2 separate regions of the Hordeum vulgare genome follow, and region 1 is linked to region 2. A link is a contact called in public Hi-C data. All regions are on one chromosome and are shown on one strand. Each heading gives the region's core, a stretch centred on a gene start, on an enhancer-like site or on the middle of the called end of the contact. The rest is flanking DNA. Distances are from core to core; before and after follow the strand shown. Region 1 holds the start of LOC123395717 (ubiquitin-activating enzyme E1 2). Region 2 holds the start of LOC123398437 (protein trichome birefringence-like 34).

The links. A called contact is a pair of places that touch in the nucleus more often than the background predicts.
Region 1: a Hi-C map of leaf shows a contact between it and region 2, with 4 times the contacts expected there. The contact joins the promoter of LOC123395717 here to the promoter of LOC123398437 in region 2. A contact is called at or near these places in 2 of 6 Hi-C or Micro-C datasets (leaf and seedling).

What each region holds. Positions count from the first base shown.
Region 1 is chr5H:331,489,919-331,492,618 of MorexV3_pseudomolecules_assembly, reverse strand. LOC123395717 (ubiquitin-activating enzyme E1 2) reads right to left here and starts at 1,267. Exons shown (of 7, transcript XM_045090746.1): 1 at 1,159-1,267; 2 at 718-1,078. The coding sequence starts at 958.
Region 2 is chr5H:330,659,550-330,662,474 of MorexV3_pseudomolecules_assembly, reverse strand. It overlaps LOC123398437 (protein trichome birefringence-like 34), which reads left to right and starts at 1,450. Exons shown (of 6, transcript XM_045092907.1): 1 at 1,450-1,533; 2 at 1,633-2,238. The coding sequence starts at 1,658.

The DNA of each region.
Region 1 (2,700 bases), core at 18-2,517, 830 kb before region 2:
AATTTCAGTCTGTCAAAACCTCCTCAAGTTTTAAAAGTTCAGTTCTTACCGACTGCCAAGATCCTAACTATGTGCAGTGCGGTGCAGTGCAGAAGTTCTCCCATCATAATGGCATTGTGTAATTAAGGATTAAAGGGGCACTGATAGGGTAACACAAAAGACGCTCATTTCAACACACGCATAAAAGTTTTGGTATGATGGTTTAGGTAGTACTCCCTATGTAAACTAATATAATATGTTTTAGATCTGTAATTTAGTGATCTAAAAGATCTTACATTAGTTTACAGAGGGAGTACTTGCCAGTGCATCTACCTTGTGATAAACAGCACTAGTTACAAAACTAGGTACAGATAAGTTCTGGCTTGGTGGTTTGAGCTCAAATCATACAAGACATGATAATAAGAGCCCATCTAGCTAAGAGGGCAATCCCGATCAGTGTGTTTGGTCTAGCAACAACATCAGCTGAGCCAGAGCAGAACCAACAGCTCAAGATAGCAATGACGAGCAGCAAATTTGTTTACGAGAAGCATAATAGGAATCCCTAGGTCGCTGAGCTACATGAGATCGAGCAATGGGTGAAAAGGAATTACTAATTTCCTTTTTTGAAGCTAACATACTTCCCACGTATACAAGGTATCAAATCAAGGAAAGAGATTATTATTATAAAAAAAGAGTAAAAAAGCAGCTCTATTAGAAGAGCGCCTGGGCTGCACGTACCGATCTCGGCACCGAGACCCTGAAGTCCAGAGACGAGGACGTTGGAGCCGAAGAGGCGCTTCATGGTCTCGCGGCCATAGACGGCGAGCTGGCGACTGTGCAGGTCCTCGTCGATCTCGTTCCCCCTCCGTGCCATGGCTGCGTCTCCTTCCTCCCTGGCCGTCTCCCCCTCCCCGGCGCGGGTTTTCTTCTGCAAGTCCTCGACCTCGCCGGCGACGATCTCCCGCTTCCGGGGAAGCATATAGCGCGCGACGCCGCCGAGGAGCCCGAGGACGGCCGCCGACGCAGCGAAGAGCAGGCAGTAGTAGACGGCCGCCGGGAGCTGCCGCGTCAGATCCAGCGCGTGCGACCGCCGCGAAACCTGCACCGGCCGGGCACGTCGTGAGGCGGGGAGGGCGGGGAAGCGGGCGGGTAAGGCAGGGCGGATCCGGCGGAACTCACCTTGGATTCGCCTGTCGCGTCGGGGAAGGAAGCAGGCGAGGGACGGTCCGTCTAGGGTTTCTGGGCTGGGACTGGAGGACCGGATTGCAAAATCTCGGCGGTTGTTGCTGGAGGCGGCTAGCTAATATGTTGATGGGGTGACGGGTGGGTCCCACGTGTCGGTCGGACGGGATTGCGCGTGTGCTTTTCTTGCTGGCGGGGAAACGAAGGAGCACCTGTCCTCTCTGGAAAGAACGAGGAGGCTGCGAGGTGGGCCGAAAGGTCAACTTACAAGTGGCCCCAATTGTTCTCAAGGTCGGACCCGCACTTTGTACTTTAATTAATGTTTCTACAACGAACTACCGTGTCGTAAAACGCGTTGAGGTGTCCTGGGATTTCGAGGTTCACGCCAGTTTTGGATGACCACGGCAAAGCATATACGGAGGGGCCTCAAACAAGCTACTGGATGCAAAAAAAAATTGTACTCACTTGTCCCAAAATAAATGTTATTGATTTAGTATAAAACTAGCAAATATGCCCGTGCGTTGCAACGGAGACAAAAAATATTATGTGCTATAGCCATATAAGCGTTTTTTAGGATTGATTCAATATCCTCACGTATGAACATCCGCTCTTTTAACATGGTGGCTCATCATGTTGCCACTTAACTTTCTCTCCCACCCTCATTGATGATGGTCACGATGTTTACGTGATCACAATACATCCAACATGCTAAATTCTAAGGTAATGAGCTTGCCACTACATGTCACACTTGTCATTATGTTGCGTAAGCAAATATTTAAAAGTTTAAAAACAAATCTCATCGACCACGAACTACTCCCACGTCTATACATATAAAGACTTTAGAAAATCTAATCAAATCCTAGACATAGAAGACTTTGAATTGGTTAATACTCCCTCCGTCCCAAAATTCTCGTCTTACATTTTTCTAAATATGAATGTATCTAGTCATGTTTTAGTATTTTGATACAATCATTTCTAGACAAATCTAAGGAAAAAAAATTGGGATGGAGGGAGTAGCTTTTAAATCGTCATTTTTTGAAATTTTGGATTTTCACAAAAAAAATCACGAACATCAGTTTTGTTTACGAAGATTTTCTGAAATGCATAAATTTTTCTCAAGTTTATGAGCATTTTTTGACTCAGCAAACATTTTTTTATATCACTCAACCTTTAAAAGTCAGGGAACAAATTTTAAAAAATGTGTTTTCTCTTTTTGTGTACATTTTCTAAATTAGATGGACACTTATTTCAGATCCCAAATATGTTTTGAACGCACGATCATTTTTTCAAAATCATGAGCATGATCATTTCCCGACTATTTTTTCAAATCGTGATTATTTTACAAATACACAAGTATTGTTTGAATCCACAAAACTTTTATGATTTCCTAAAAAAATTGAATTCACATACATTTTATAATTTTGCGAACAGTTTTTACAATTCACCACTTTTGAAATTTCGAAATGCCAAATTAATTTATAGAAGGATGAGAACAGAATGAGAAAAGAAGAAAGAAAAAACGAAAGAAAAAATAGAAGA
Region 2 (2,925 bases), core at 201-2,700:
CAGCAGTAGGTATGTCCATATACATCTCAAATGCACGTTGCCAACTGCTTCTGCGGCAGATGTTACTAACTAGCCTTCCTTCTAAGGCTCGCCGCCGCGCTCAACTGACACAGCCTCCAGTACAGGTCAGGTCAGTAGTAATTGTACCCTTTGTCCATTCCTGCAAGTCAGATTGTTCCATCTTCCATGGGATATTGTTGGTGCTCATCAGTCATGCCTTTCATGTCTCTAGTCTCTACCAGCTGCATGCCATGCCTTTCATTCATGTCTCCACCAGCTGCATGCCATGCCATGCCATGCCATGGAGAATCTCAGAGAAAACGGAGTGAGCAGATTGTAGACTGGGTGACTGACCGGCTAGGACAGGGTTATATTGGGACATGATACCGAACAAAGCAGGTGTGGGCATAGAATTCTTTCCACCTAACACTTTATGCGGCCTCTGGGGCACTAGTGATCATTTCATACTGTGCTAGCTAGCTAGCTAGCTTGCTTGCTTGCTCAAAGAAGAGATTGCAGAGGAAAAGGGAGAGGCTGTTTGGTTGGCGCCGAGTAGGGCATGCAATTTGAAGATTCAGCACCAGACCTGCAGACCATATCAGGATTTATCATCTGTCATTCGCTCGCAGCTGACCAGCCAGGTAACGTACCTTCGGCAGATTAAATAGTCATAATGTCGCAACCAATCACATTATTGATATGCCCGGCTACTTCTGTCAGAAAAGAGATGTAAATGAAGGCCGAAAAAAGGCAAATCATTGATCATGTGGTGTTTGCCACTCGGATTAATCGACAACGCACCACCGTGTTGGAAAAGGGTCGGCCGGCATATATAAGTTAATTCATTCAGGAAGATCACAACTTTGACGCATGCATGCACACACAAACACACGTTAAGACGTGTTGACTGATCAGAAATACTCTACTTAAGTAGTAGTAGTAGTTAGCAGTAACATATAAGTACTAGATAAACATGGATTGATGAATACATTGATATATATACACACACACACACATGTATAGTGATGTGACCGTCCCGGTTAAGGTTGTTTAGCACTACTACATCAATTGGTAGTGAATTATGATTGCCATTTTGAAATGATGGAACAAGCATTACTGGACTTCACATTCAGGGGCCTCTGTACCAGTGGCTTTACATTAGCTTATTCTGAAGGCCAATTAGGTAAGGAACCAAGCAATTAATGCAAAAGACTTCTTTTCCGTCCATCACCTTTCCGTTTGCTTAATTTCTAAATATCATATTCTGAAAGTGACACGCGCAAACGCAACAACATAAATATATTTTGCTTTTTTGCTGGGCTAGCTCCACTATTCTTCAATGGCTGGTGTGACTCTGGTCTGGTGGATCGGATTGACAGAAGTGTCGGCACCAGAAACCAGCACTTGTACCTTTACCCCCCTTTGCTTTTATTAAACAAAACTAGCCTTACATTATGGACCTAGCTAGGCAGATCACATGCATGGAATGAGCATGAGCCTGACATATAAAATCATCTGCAAATCCAGAGCTGGGTAGAACAATCTTACAAACAGCCTCAAACTTTCAGTACCAAACCTGCTGCACATTCTTTCTTATATGCCCGAGTTGGCTTACAAGAGGTTGCATTGCAGGCAGGCGGTCAGGGCAGGGTGATCGATGATGATGAAGGTTAGCCCAAGGGTCAGCGTTCACGTTTGCTTGTGCAACACTAGACCTGGGAAGGAGTGCCCACATTACAATAAAAGAGGGGACATCACTCACCACAGCGCCACAGCCGATTCACCAGAGAAAATGAAGCCGGAGCAGGCCACCCACAACAAGATGGCGACGGCGACGTCCTCCCCGTCTCCTGTGCTCGGCCTGCGGGGCGTGGTGAGCTCCCTCGTCGCCTTCTTCATCGTCGTCAGCTCCGTCTCCCTGCTCTTCGACCGCGGCCACGAGTCGCAGGTGCAGCTGGCGGTCCAGCACCGGCACCAGGAGGTGAAGGTGGCCGCGGCGGGGCGCCGCGACGCGCAGGTGCAGTGGACGGACGAGCTCATGGGCGAGGCCGTGAGGGGCTCCGGGGAGGAGTGCAACTGGTCCTTGGGACGGTGGGTGTACGACAACGCCTCCCAGCCGCTCTACTCCGGCCTCAACTGCTCCTTCATCTTCGACGAGGTCGCCTGCGAGAAGTACGGCCGGAATGATACCAGGTACCAGCATTGGAGATGGCAGCCCGATGGATGTGATCTTCCAAGGTATGTCTGGTTTTGTTACATACATTCATGTTTCTTTTTCTTGAATGAATAAGTTGAGAGTCTAGTTTCCAGCCGCTCTACTTCGAAATTTTGTTTATGCATGCCAACCAAAAATACCGCACTGTACTACGTATATGCTCTGTCACTGTTGCAAAATTTCGAAATTGAACTCTTTCTGGAATATATAAGGGAACTAAAAGCTTAGTAGCTGCTTGGTCTCTAGCTGAAAGCCTGAAACCAAAGGATGCATTTTTTTTTTGACCGGAACGGCAGGTGCTCTGCCTTTTCATTAAAGTAGAGGGAAAGCTGTACAGACTGAGATAACCTCAGCAAGAAAATCGAAAGAAAGTGGTCCGATGCTGCACAAAACAGCCCGGCTGTACATGTCTCACAAGACTACTCCCTGGCCTCCATAAGGAGGCCTAAATCATCTCTAATGAGCAAGCAAACCCCCTCAACTGACTTCTGCTCATTCCGAAAGATACGCCTGTTCCTCTCCTTCCAAATGTTCCAGGCCACATAGGTCGCTGCCACACATTCATCTACCCCCTCCTTTTTCGCTTGAGCAGCAAGGTTTTGTCCCACCAATCATTAATCGAAGTGGCCTGGAGTGCAACTGCTGCTACCTTGGGGTATTTGGATGCCATTCTGTGCCAAACTGTCTTCGCAAAGGAGCATCTCAAGATA